2 separate regions of the Athene noctua genome follow, and region 1 is linked to region 2. The links are chromatin contacts, called in public Hi-C maps. All regions are on one chromosome and are shown on one strand. Each heading gives the region's core, a stretch centred on a gene start, on an enhancer-like site or on the middle of the called end of the contact. The rest is flanking DNA. Distances are from core to core; before and after follow the strand shown.

The links. A called contact is a pair of places that touch in the nucleus more often than the background predicts.
Region 1: a contact with region 2 is called in a Hi-C map of heart, with 3 times the contacts expected there. The contact joins the promoter of HSP90AA1 here to the promoter of PPP2R5C in region 2. A contact is called at or near these places in 2 of 2 Hi-C or Micro-C datasets (heart and liver).

The regions. Positions count from the first base shown.
Region 1 is chr6:40,668,992-40,675,673 of bAthNoc1.hap1.1, forward strand. It overlaps HSP90AA1 (heat shock protein 90 alpha family class A member 1), which reads right to left and starts at 2,734. Exons shown (of 11, transcript XM_074908678.1): 1 at 2,583-2,734; 2 at 768-926; 3 at 65-431. The coding sequence starts at 926.
Region 2 is chr6:40,501,379-40,508,417 of bAthNoc1.hap1.1, forward strand. It overlaps PPP2R5C (protein phosphatase 2 regulatory subunit B'gamma), which reads left to right and starts at 3,148. Exons shown (of 16, transcript XM_074908674.1): 1 at 3,148-3,254; 2 at 4,905-4,970. The coding sequence starts at 3,228.

The DNA.
Region 1 (6,682 bases), core at 1,484-3,983, 170 kb after region 2:
CTTAAGTATCTGAATGCCAGAAATCTTTAGAAAGTGTACTTGAGTACAAACATTTAGTACTGACCGTTATCAAGCCTGACAGTGAAAGATCCTCCAGCTGATGACTCCCAAGCATACTGCTCATCGTCATTGTGCTTGGTGATCACTGTCACTTTCTCAGCAACCAGGTAGGCAGAGTAGAAGCCAACACCAAACTGACCAATCATGGATATATCAGCGCCTGCCTGCAGTGCTTCCATGAAAGCCTTGGTACCAGACTTGGCAATAGTACCAAGGTTGTTAACCAGGTCAGCTTTGGTCATCCCTATGCCTGTATCCACAATGGTCAGAGTGCGATCATGCTTGTTTGGAATCAGGTTAATTTTCAGGTCTTTTCCAGAATCCAGCTTGCTTGGGTCAGTCAAGCTCTCATATCTTATCTTGTCCAGAGCCTGAAAGAGAAGAGTTATAGAATGGTTTGGGTTGGAAGGGACCTTAAAGATCATGTAGTCCCATGCCATGGGCAGGGACACCTTCCACTAGCCCAGGCTGTTCAAAGCCCTGTCCACCAACCTGGCCTTGAATGCTGCCAGGCAGGGAGGCATCCACTACTTCTCTGGGCAGCCTGCTTCAGTGTGTCACCACCCTCACAGTGAAGAATTTATTCCTCCTATCTACTAAATCTACCTTCTTTCAGTTTAATGAGGCAGGCTTTAACATTCCCTGATTATTCCTAAATATTTCACTAGTCTATTGACATGAACCCGGCTAGGAGTTAAGGTACTTACATCTGATGAATTGGAGATCAGCTCCCTCAGAAAGATTTCCTTGTTGGAGTAAAAAGTGTTGATGATCAGAGACATCAACTGAGCAATCTCAGCCTGGAAGGCGAAGGTCTCCACCTCCTCCTCCATTGGTTGATCTTGAGTTTGCACAGCTTCCGGCATCTGTAACGAGAGGGGCAGTTGAAATCCCACCCTGAACAGCTCAGTGTCCATGTGCTTTTGCAGGCGGTGACAGACAATAGCATACCGAGATAAAAAAATTTAACTGTGTAGGTTCAAATACAGAACCATAAGAAAACACAAAACACTCCAAAAACCCCAGATCTTATTTCCTATCGGTATTCAGGAATTTTAGGGAATGCAGAAACTAGATACAAGATTTTAACTGCGAATTTGCTTTGCACCATATCGGGTAACAGATCTTTTCCTTTCCCTTAATTTACAGATTAATGTACGAAGCTTACTTCCCCTCATCACAGGCCAAACACACATTACAAGAAAGTAAAATGCAACTGAGAACTCTGCCCGGCACGGGATGTTAATTGCATTACTCTCTAGCCGATTCTCACAGTACAGTCTCTATTCGGGGTGCCTTCCTGTTCTTACGTCCCCCTCATATTTGGCTCACACAACTCACTTTATTCAGATGCAGACGCGATCCACAACTACAACTTAGGTACCAATACGGTCCAGCCGAACTCGTCCCTGCCCTACACGGACGGATTAACCGAACCAGCTCGGCCTCCTGCTGCCTACAACAGCCTTTGCGCGAGTCAAGCCTCAGGAGCAACAGATTCAACTCAAAATGCAGTATCTCTCTCAACCATTCCCCCACTTCAATCGCTACCAAATGAACGGAGACCAAGCGCAATACTGCAATCCTCCACCACAACGCTACCCAAGTTACGAAATAATAAATTAAGTCCCTGGGGTAGGGGCCGGCGCCCGTTCCGCTGCTCCGAGCGGAGCCGCGGGCGGGAACTGCCGCCCCGCAGCGCCCCCTGCAGGCTCTCGCCGGAAGCAGGAAAGATTCTAGAAACTGCCAGAGCCTTCCCCGCCCGCCCCCCCCCCCCCCCCCTCGTCAGCACCAGCCCGGCGCGCCCCCGCCCCCCCGCGAGCGGGGTGCACCGCCGAACCGCCCCTTCCCCCGCTCCTTCCCCACGCCCGCCCCAGCCGCCTGCCCGGTCCGGATCGCCCGCCACAGCCCCTCCATCTTGCGCTCTCGTGGCCGAGCGCCCATTCATTAGCAGCGAAGCTCCCTCCCTGTCCATCCCCCTCGCGACTGCTCCTCCGCACCGAACCGGAATCGGGTCACTCTTCCCCCCCCGCCCGCCCCCCCAGCCATGCGAAGGGGCTGCTACCCCCCCAGGAAACAAGGGGTATTTTTTTCTGCCCGCCAACTACGCCCCCCCCCGCCCCGAGCTCTGCTAGCGGAAGAAACCCCCCTTCCCCCAGGAGCTGCCCGCCCGTTCTTCCCCCTCACCCCCACGCGACTTCAGGAACAAAAAGGAAAAAAAAAAAAAAAAAAAAACAACTAAGAAAAAACCGCGCTTGAGCGACACCAGCACCTCATCCCCTCACAGTCATACTCACACTTCCAAGACCCAGCACCCCTCCGAGCTCACTCTTCCCTTAACGAGAACTAGAAAGGGAAGAAGAAAAGGCGCGTCCTGCACCACGCGGTCCCCCGGATCCCCCCCGCACCCCCAGTATAGCACCGCGCGGAGGCGCGCACCAGCCACCACCGGAGAAACGTCTCTTCAAAAGAGCCATCCCCTGCCTACAACCGGCCACGGCTACAGCCGCCCCACCGCTCACCTTTGCAGGGGGGAAGGGCTGCTGCTCTCCTCGCTGAAGCTGCTCACACACTCTACCCGAACGGCTGCACCTCCACTAATGCGCGCACCCCGCCGCCCGCTTGGCTTATATAGGCCCGGCGCCGCCTCCTTCCAGAACCATCGGGAACCTTCACTGACAGGCACGGGGGAGGGGGCGGCACGGGGAGGGGGCGACGGGGGGAATGCGGGCGGAGACTGACGGCCGCGCCGCCGGGGGGCGGGGCCGGCCCCCCCGCAGCCAATAGCAGCCGGCCGCGTCAGAGCGCGGGTCTGGCGCAGGCGCCGTGCCGGCCGGGGCGGGGGCGGGGCTGCGCGCATGGCCCGGCGGCCGGCGGGGCGCGCGCCGTCCCCATTCGCCAACCGCCGGCGGGGCCGCGGCCGGGGGAGGCGGTGGCGGGCGGGCGCATGCGCGGTGGTGCCGCCCGCCCGGGGTGGCCGTTGGGCGCGCGCGGCGCCGAGGGGGAGGGCACCGGGGGGGTTGCGCAAGGGGCCGGTGACGTCATTGGCGGCCCTCCGCTTCTCAGAACGTCCTAGAACCGGCAGGGCCGCGCGCCGCCCGCTCACCCCCCGCCGCTTGCACCCCCGGCCCCGCCGCGCCGTGAGAAGGGCCTGGAAGGGCCGGGGCTCCCCCGCTCGCTCCCGGCGGGACAGGGACAGGGGCCGGGGCGCGGGGCGGGGGCCGCCTTGCCTTCTTCGGCCTCTCGTCTCCGCTTCGCAGCCGCAGCGGCGGCCCCGGGCGGGTGGGTCGCGCCGGGCGGTGCCCCGCAGGCCGGTTGTGCAGGTGGCTGCGGCGCTGCTTTCCCTTCAGGCCGCGGCTGCTGGGCGGGAGCGCCGGGCACCGCGCCCCTGCCCGGGGAGCCGGGTGGGAGCCGTCTGCTCTGCCAGGCGTAGCTGGGTGAGTCAGGGCGCGGGGATGCTGTGGTAAAGCGTTTCGCCTGATCAGGGAAAACAAAATCGCTTCTCTCACAACAAGTATCAGTCTGCAAGTTGAACCAAACCGTGCCTCTTGGTCCTTGTATTTGTTCAGGATAAAAAGAGTCAAGGGATCATATCCAAGAAGCTCAGAAGACCTACATAGCTATGCAGTTACTTAAGGATTTAAGTGCTAATAGTAGACATGAGATGGATGCCAACGTCGGTCGGTTTGTTAACAGCCCGGAGGGATTCTCAACCTGGACGTGGCTTTTGCCGTCTAATCTGCGGGAAATTTCAGCTGATGTTCAAAGGGCGCAGCTACAGATAGCTTTATACATACATTTATACATCTTGCATAAAGGCTGTGATAAGTACGTGTCTCATTATACCCAGCTGCTCTGTGATTACAGCATTTAGCAGCAGAGTTATTTTTATATCCTGAACGACCTGATTGGGAGCAGGGAGTTAAATGCAGGTCTTCATGTCTCAGGAGGATTCTCTGCATCACATGTGCAGCAGGCTTCTAAAACTTTCTTCTTGGAGCTGATCCACTTTTTGAGATATAAATACCAAGTGAAGCTACATGTTACAACTGTACATTGATGTAAGCAGGAATCTAGACCATCTCCCTGGTCTAAAGAATAGCTCTTTGAGGAATAAAAAGGATGTTTCTGTAGCAAAAATTCATTCCAGGTGCAACTTTTTGGCATTTTCTGTTGGCTCTTAGATGCACCCCAGGCTGCTATCTGGTTCAACATCTGACTGACCTTTGGGAATGGAATTTTTATATGGTTAACCTGGCCTTCTCCCATTAAGCATCCCAAAATAACACTGTGTAGCGTACCCCATGAATTAATCATTACAATAGTGAGGTCCATTAATGCATTTAACTAAAGATCCTCATGCTGAATTTAACATTCTTAACATCTGTTATCCTGCAGTTCGGCCTAGACAAGAAAATCCGATTGAATTGGGGCCTACAGAATTGATTTGGTTGCAGCATCATGTCTTTCAGGGAGTTGTCAGATAATGAGAAGTACTGAGAAGAAGATACATTAAGTATGCATGTAAGACATCGCGTAGGACCTGTCAAGGAGTTAAAATCACAGCTTGTTTCATTGCAGTTTTTGCAGTGTCTGGATCAGTATCTGCATTGGTGCAATGACTTACAGGACTCTGCCCTTCTAGATAGTGGTGTTACAGCTCTTGACCCGAATGGTTGGTCAAAATACAGGGTCCTGTGGGTTATTTTAATTACAAGGAAAAAATAATTGTAGTGTCACCAGTAACAGAGTGTATAGATGAGCAGCAGCACACAGGAGAAATCAAACTGTAAGAGTGAGGTTATTTGCTCACAGTTCTAAGCCACTGAAAAAGCTGGATTTTGGCCAACACTCAGCCTAGAAAGTTCTGTGCTTATGTCTGGGTAAGCACCTTTTTGGTGCTTACTCTGGCTGGTTTTCTGTACCTTCTTTGAGTCTGATTTTGCGGTGCTTCTCGAGGCATTTATTTTCCTTTCTCTCAAACACACACCCTGCTACAGAATAAGCACCAAAATCCTTTCTTGAGTATGACGTGTTCCTTTCTTTGCATAGTGACTCTGATTTCAATGGTCTGACAGCTGCTTTGGTTGTCTGCTTCTGTAAAGCAGCTTAATGGCTTTTTACCACTATCCTAATAAAGTGTGGCAGTTATACCCAAGCATAACAATGTAACTTCCATGGTTTTCTTGGATTAAAAATAGTTCTGGTATAGTATAAATTCTATAGGACATGCCTTTTGGGCGGAAACACTCTTACATTCAGATTCCATTAACTGAAATATTTTCTGACATTTATTTGGGTTAAAATAACTTTGTATTTTAGAAAACTGCTAAACTATAACAATTTATGGAAATCTGTCCTAGCATTTTTTCCAGTAAAATTATTTGTGTGCCCTCCTTTTGAGATGTCCAAAATTTTAAGAGTGCCACTTCTATCAAAATATTCAAGATGTTTTTCTTAAGAAAATCTTTTTCATTCTAATCTCTTTGATTACTGTGGATTCAGTTATTCAGACTTCGGGATATATGTAATTTTAAGCATGTGAAGACCTATGAAAGGTTTTGCATATGTCTGCAGGATTATATGCCTTTATACTGTCTAAATGTAGCAGTCATATAATTCTGTTTCTCTTTTGTGATCTTGTTCAGTCTTCAAAAGCAGAATGATTTCTTTGTCAAAATTGTTTGACAAGTACACCAGGAAAAGTAATCTTACACCAAACCGTCCAAGTTTTCCCAGCTCTGCTTAACCCAAGTTCCTGTGTGCCTGTGTAAATATTTTCTTCATGACTTGTGAATAATCTATATTGGTTTTGTTCTGTTATGCAGTGAGAGCTAGTATATAGATAGGCACTTTGTTCCTATGGTTACTGATCTCAGTTTTGTATGCTTCAGTTTTAGGCTGAAAAGACTGGTCCCAGACTTGGTTTCTGTCAGTTAATTTTGGGGGAAAATCTGAGCAAAATAGTTCAATTTTTTCAACCAAGAGGTCAATATACTTACACATTTTAACAAATGGCTCTGTTAACAAGGGAAATGCTGAAGCCTGGTTATTTTCAAGTCCTACATTCACACACACTTGTTCCCTCCCATATCCCCTAGATGCCCCTGACCGCTCTCCTCATCATCCTAAACCCATCAATTCTTCACCTGCCTGCCTTTAATATTCTGCGTGAGCGAGCAGCAGTACCTTCTAGGGCTGGGGCACGCAGGTGTGCTCAGTGGCCAGCTAGCCGTTGCCTCCTAGCCGTTAGGCCAGCCAAACAGGGAGGATAAAGCTGAATTCTCCCTGCCCTGCCCTGCCCTTCAAAAGAGGCAACAAGAGCATGTGTCTCTGCTGCCCACCTACTGATTTTTGCAGACTTTAATATCTCTGATCTCTGTTCTTTTGTTAATTTTGATTGAATTGATTAAACCGGTCAAAATTATTAGGGTGGGACTGATCAATCATGATGCTATTGCATGTGCTTTATTTCCTTAGGAAACTAAACTGAAAACATTCTTCATTCTTTTCTAATAACTGTTGTAGCCAATGTCTGAGGGTTGGTTACATGGGATTTCATTTTTTCCAGTAATACAGTATTAAAATAAATAACATGGGGCAACTGCTATTTACTCAGTCA
Region 2 (7,039 bases), core at 1,898-4,397:
CAGTTGCAAAGTTTCACTTGAGCCAAATTAACAGCTTGCTCGCAAAAGGTCTCATTGTCTCCTGTCCTCCCGCTCCATTAGTTTTCCACCATTTTAGCAAGTTGAACTGGCATACCACCCAATTAAACTAGAAAGAGTCCATGGAAAGCAGTAAGATCAAACTGGGGAGAGAATATGTTATCCCTATCACAGTGACAGTGACCTGGTCAATAAACTCAGGCCAAAGCATGACTGCTCAAGTGTTGTAAGGGATTAAAACAAAACAAACAAAAGAATATCCAATATGGCTGGAAAGGACTGTGCAAATATTCCCCTTTCATTGGCATGCTGGACACTTGGCCCAGTTTCAAGCTATTAAATATTATCCAGGTGTTTTACACAAGACTTGAAATTATTTGGTGATTTAACTTTTGCAAGTTTAAACAATTTAATCAATACAGTAAAAAAATGCAAATTGGCTACATGCATTAGTTATTGCCTTTTTAATTACAGAGATAGCCTAATTAGTCTGAACCTGTTCTGGTTTTTGAAAACATCTAGTTTGCACAAAACATGTTCAGAAGTTAATGCAAATACTAATATAGTCATATTCACACTCATATTACATCACCTTATTTACATAGTTAATCCTACTCTGTAGCAGAATAATTAGGCCCACGGTGATGTACCACTGTAGTAAAAATAAGATTTCATCTCAACGCCGCATGAAAATGTACGTCACTTGTCTTATTCTCATATTTTATGAAGACACTAGAGCATACAGATGGATCTATTTTTCTTGTAAACCACCTCCACCCACTGATTTTTTTTTCATATAATACAGTAGGCCTTGAAAAACACAATTGCTTTCTGTTACTGGTGAATAAGACTCTTTCCCCAGCAAGTGAGGTGAGGGGGAGTCAAGTTTTCACAAGAGTTTCTACATCTGTGGTCACAAAGAAAACCTCCTAAATGCTAACTGAGTCAGTGCCATCTTTTGAACCTGTATTCAGTCTGACTTACTGATTCAAGGTTTCCTAACTAACAGCAAAATAAGGACATTTCGATGCTGCTGTTCAGCAGTACTTGGGCAACAACGATACTGACAGAGGTTTTCCATTATTTGGAAAAAACTGTGAGCACTAGCAAGCACAAAGGAGGCCAAGAGCCAATGAGAAACTCATTAAGCTGCTTAAACTGATCTAAATCTAGGCTGTTGAGGTCACATCCCGCCCCCGCTACAAATTTCCACCTCCTTCCTTCGGCCAGTACTAGTGTTTACAGAAGCAGGTGGTGGTGTGCCAGTTCAAGGCAAAAAAAAAAAAATCGGTAAACAACACATCACTTTGGGGGGAGAGTTTTCCACCTGATCAATTCTATGAACTGGTTTAAGAAGCCATAGAATCAGCACCAGAATCAGTGCAGGGAAGGGAGATAGAAACAGCTGGGAATTAAGAGTAGTTTAAGCTTCTATTGAAACTGAAACCTAACAAGAACTGGAAGCTCTTGAGTTTATCCTCAGCTGTACAAACCTTTCATATACTGATCAAACTCCACACTACAGATGGAGGTAGATTTCTTCCCCTTACTCTCTCTTAGTCTGTTCAAAATCCATGTTGTTCTGTCGGTCAGAAGTCTCATTTATTAGTAGTAACTCATTTATGACTGGCTCTTCACAGAAGCACAGTATTGATAACTGCACCTAATTTCTAAATCCTTAAACCAGAGAATATTAGGGAAAGGATAAGAGACAGACATAATTTGTTTTCTAGTGCCTAAGAAGCAGGAAAGGAAGGGGACTGAAGCAAGAGTAAGCAGCTCTCCATAGTAGGCAGACTTCTTTGCAGTGTCTGGAAAAGGGAAAGTTTCTTTGTCCTTTCACCACAACAAAAGCAAAGTGTTCAAATATCATGGTGCAAGCTGATGTTAGGTATCATCACATCAGACACAAGTGGTTATGAGCAATCCTGGTTCCTAAAAATGAGAGCACAGATGCTTGCTCATGCTGGCTTTGAGACTCACAGGTTGGGTAAGACAAGAGATCAATTTCATTTTTATGGTGGTATTTATTAGGCTGTAATTTTTCTATCCTTCAGTAGCACAGCACAATTAGAATTTAATAAGCATGTCCAACCTAAATTTTAAATGCTTTATGTCTTGGCATTATTATGAGTATTAATATTCCCCATGCTTCTTCCTTAGCTAACAGTAATTTGGAGCTTAATCCAGCCATGTGAGAAACAGAGTTTGTAAATTTTCCAGGTGAAGTATGTGAACCTTTCTTCTCTTGCCTAAGAAAATTGCTTGGATTTTTATAGTCTGGCTTTGAGGGATTAAAAAAAGATTTGTTAAAAAAAAAAAAAACAAAAACAAAAAACCAAAAAGTATCTCTGGTACAGGTGGGCATCACAAAACCAAACACATCTGCACCTAAAACCAAGTAAGGGATACTTTTATAAAAACCGGAGTGTAACTATGTGAAGCTCGCCTTTTCCTTATCCATACACTGCACGCATATACTCAAACTGATGACGATCACACTGGATTTGTTTGAGAGGGCCAGCATGCTTCAGATATGCTCTATACTGTTTTGATTCCTTAAACATCTGCCGCTCTCCAGCGACAGGCTCCCGGACCCCACACGGCGGTCCCACCTTTCCCTGCATCCACAACAGCGGAGCCCGTGCCCCTCACTCAAGCGCAGGCTCCGGTAGGCAACTCGGGCTTGGGGGGTGCAGGGACCTCTCACGGGCCACCGCCGGTTGAGGAAGATCCTACCGGATGCCCGGGGCGCTGAGGACACCTCAGGCCACCCCGCCGCTTCCCCTCAAATAGGCGGCGGGCTTGGGGCGCGGGGCCGGGACAGCTCAGCCTGCGGGCCCACCCCGAGGCGTGGCCGGAGCCCCGGGGCCGCCCCACAGCCCCGGGGCGGCGGCCAGACCCGCCGGGGCGACGGGCAGACCCCCCCGGGCCGCGGCCGTCGGGCGCGCAGCAGCAGGGGTGAGGGGCGGGAAGCCGCCGCGGGCCCCGCCTGCGAGATGACGTAACGGAGCGGCGATCACGTGCCGCGGGTGGCCAATGGGGAGGCAGCGGCCCGCTCTCCGCGGGCGGGGGGCGGAGGAGGAAGGGGGGAGGGCCGAGGCCGCCGCCGCCGCCGAGGACGGGGGGAGCGGCAGCGCGGGGCGGGCGCAGCGCGGAGCGGGGCCGCCGGGGGCTGCGCCTCTGCGGCCGCGGCGCGTGGGGCGGCCATGCCGAATAAAAACAAGAAGGAGAAAGTGAGTCGGTGGAGTCGTGGAGAGGGGAGCCCGCGCCCCGTGGGGAGGCTGTGGGGCGCAGGCCCCGCGGGGAGGAGGGGCCTGGGGCAGAACGCGGTGGGGGGCGGTAGCAGCGAGCGGAGCCCGACGCCGAGGGGGCTGGCGGGGCGCTCCCCGCTGCTGGGGAGAGGCGGGCGAGGGGGAGCCCCCTTCCCTCCCCTCTGTATGTTGGCCCCCTTCCTTCCTCCGGGAGCCGAGGACTGGGGAGGGGGCAGCTCCCGGTGGGGCCTAGTCCAGGGAGGGGGGGCCGGTATCGTCTCGTCGGGCCGCGGGGGTACGCCCTGCCGAAGCGGGGGTGCGAAGCCCGCGGTGGGCGGGCGCGGAGTTGGGGGCAGCCGAAGGGAGGGAGGGAGGCCGTGGTTTCGGCGTGCGGGGGAGTGCTGGAGGGAGGGGATGGGAAACGTGTCCTCAGCCGTGCTTGGCGGAAGGGTGAGCTGGGAGGGGGTGTCTCTTACTTTGGGGCCGGCCCGGGTGTGTTGGGGGAGCAGGAAGGGGTGTTTTTCATGGCGGCATGTCGGGGCTGGAGAAGGATCAGTCCCCACAACTGTTTGCCCGGACCCTGTCCCGGGAAGTTTCCCTGCTGCGTGGCTCTGGCTGCAGTTGAAGTTCTGCTTGGGGGATTCACCATAAGCACTCAAGGAGCACTAATCGCCACTCGAAATATTTTCACCCCCTTTTCCTGGCAGTGGGAGAGGATGTAGCTTTGGCCTCGCTTTGCCTCGGTTTTCCCTGGCACTCCTAGGAGTGAATTGTCTGGCAGCCACGAAGGGGTCTTGCACAAGTAATGGGCGCAGAAAACTTAAAATCCAACAGAAAGTTAACTGGATTGCACTTTATTTTATGTGATAAGCAATTAGCCTTATGAGTGGAAGTCAGAAACAGTGAAGTATACAATCTGCCTCGTCCAGCTGCTGTCCCTCTAGACCTTTTCGGTTAGGTTGACTTACGCTTGTTTTTAGCTTTTCAACATAGTTTTAAAATTAGCTGTAGCGAGGTTGGGTGTCGTGGTTTGTGGAGTTTTGTTTGGTTTAACTTTTTCCCAATAGCCTTGCCACCTTTGGTATTAAAAACATTCAAACTTTTCTTTACTTTTCTGAGAATAACAAATCTCAAAAATATGCTAAGTTAAGTGCAATGTTGGGAGGGAGAAATCTGACTTGTGGGCCTGCTTCTAAGACTTTCTAGACCCTAGAACAGACAAAATAACGGGTTGTAAAATGCCTACTGCACTGATACTCGTCTCAAAACTAAACTAACTATAAATATTCCTGAAGCTAAAAACCAAAGACTGCAAGGGTGAGTTCTTAGACATGGTTCAAATCACATTCATTGTCCCTGCCTGCTTGCCTATATGAAAGCTTAGCTTGATATATTTTATGGGTGAATTTTGAGGCATAAATAAAATTCCAAAACCTTTCTGCAGATGAAAAATGTTTAAAGCAGCTTTGTAGAGGCTGATAGTTCAGTATTAAGATCTTCCAATAAAACAGTATTGTTTTCATCCTGTCAATGTTAATATTTTTAATGTCAAAAGACCCCTAATTTCTTGACTTGAAAATCTTATCCAGAACTCTTTTCAAAGTAACTGAGACTGCAAACTTTTTTTTTAAGGAACCTGCAAAATCAGTCAAGAGTGGAAAAAGTGGCAAAGATGGACAAGATAACCAAGAACATGAGGTAAATATTACTAAAATATGGGGTTTTTTTCCCAACTATTAAGGAGTATTTTAATTTTTTTACATTGTTATAATTTTGATATGACATGTGGCTTTGAGGGAAAGTGGCTGTTGAACTAGCCCTGGTATTTGACAAAAAATGTTTTGAAGGCTTAAGATGCTTTTGAGGAAGTTAATTTTATTTAAAATAGTTAAATGCTTGCTTGCTACAGTCTTAAATATTCATTTATTTCCTTTTTGATTGAGGTGTACATCTGTCTTATTTTCTACACATCATGAGGTTTCGGGCTTGTCTTCTAGTTGCTGATTGCAGTTTTTATCATTCTCTGTAATTCCCAGAACTCTCTTCTCTCAAACTGTTTGCATGTCATTTAAGTGTCAGTAGCCTGTTATATTGTCAGGAGACCTTAAGCTTAATCAAAGGCTGCCAGTTGTTTTATTGTGTGATTTCTTTTTATAGGTATACAATGGAGTGTTCAATTTTTGAACTGAATATTCTGTTGTTGATGCTGATTTTTTTTTTTTCCTTCTTTTTTCCTTTTGCATTGCTGTCTGTTTTGCCCACCAGCAAAGTGCAGTGACTTGAAAGGGGTCAATTAAGTCATTGTTCCCTCCCTTTCCCACATGAATCCAGAAACTCGAATTAATAGATTTGCTTCGTTTGAAAATCTCCTGTTTAGGTGGATTCTGAAATTTCCTTTAGTACCAGCCTGAATGTAAAATGCTACACTGAAAGGCTTGTGTATGTATTTCAGCTTCTAAACTACATGTCTTAATACTGAAAGGTAATGTTTAAGAACAAAATACTCATCCAGCTTTACCGTTTTCCTTCCCTGAAATAACTGTTGGGGTAGGTGGGTGGGAATATTTACTGTACTCTTTCTGATGCACTTCAGTGAGTTCTCATTTGTTGTGCAGAAAGCTGCATGCCACTGTCATAAATTAATAAGATCGTTAAAACTTGTAAACTTCTTGTAAAAGTAGTATTTTAGTGATTGAGTTTTGGTGGAGGGTACCTAGCTACTAGGAGTGATCTTAGCTACTAGGAAAGCTCATAAGCTGAAATAAGGAATGTTTCAGTGTAGATAATGGTGTAAGTAGATGTAGTTTATTGTGATATGTTCTGTCTTTATACTATATTGCTGTGATGTTAAAAATGAGTATTACTTCTTGGCTGTAATTTTAGTTAATGTGCAGTTGTAAGGCTCATTATTGGCATCTTTGCTTATTTTCTCAAGCTTCTGGATAACAAGCTGCTAAGACCAAAACTGATTTTCTTATTCCTTCTTCATACTTCAGGATGGAGTGTAAAGCTTCTATAGTTAGTCAGTGGAGAGCTTTAAACATTAACTGAAAACGTGTATGGAGTTTTGTTTGTAATTTCTGTGTTTGCAGATCAAGCTTTTTTTAACTTAAAATATGAGAGATGCATCTCAATAGGAGAACATGTTGTAGTGTTCATGCATTCTTCTTCTTCAGTTGTCCTTCCAGGTAGAATTCCCAAGGAAAAGTGCAGTTTACTTATGTTATCTATGATGCTTAACCATATGGAAGGCGACACAGAATGGGAAGGGGACTGGGAATGTGATTGGCACATACAGTATGATTGCCATTCCCAGTGGGCATTATTTAGTCTCCATACAATTTTGAACACCTCAGTGCTTGACTCATTAATTTAATTAATAGAGTAATTGCACACAAATAGTAATGTAGACTTGCATTCTAATGTGGCTGGCTGTAATCATGATGTGTGTTAGCTGGTGCTTATATGAGCTATTTGTTAACATAGTGAAGATTAGGAAATATAGAAATATTCTAGAACACACAATACACTTTTAGGGGTTTTTTTTCTTTGAAGAAGGTTGTCTTCATGTTTCCTTGTACATGTATTTTAACATGGCTTTTTAAAAATCCTCTTCTAGACTATGAGTAGATTTGGAAATATGCTGGTTCATTTAAATGTTTTTCTCAAAATGCATTTAATGCATATGCATTTAATGCAAATGAATTTAATGTAAATGGCAGACTGTAAAGACTAGAAGCTGCCTGCTATTCAAAGAACAGGGACAA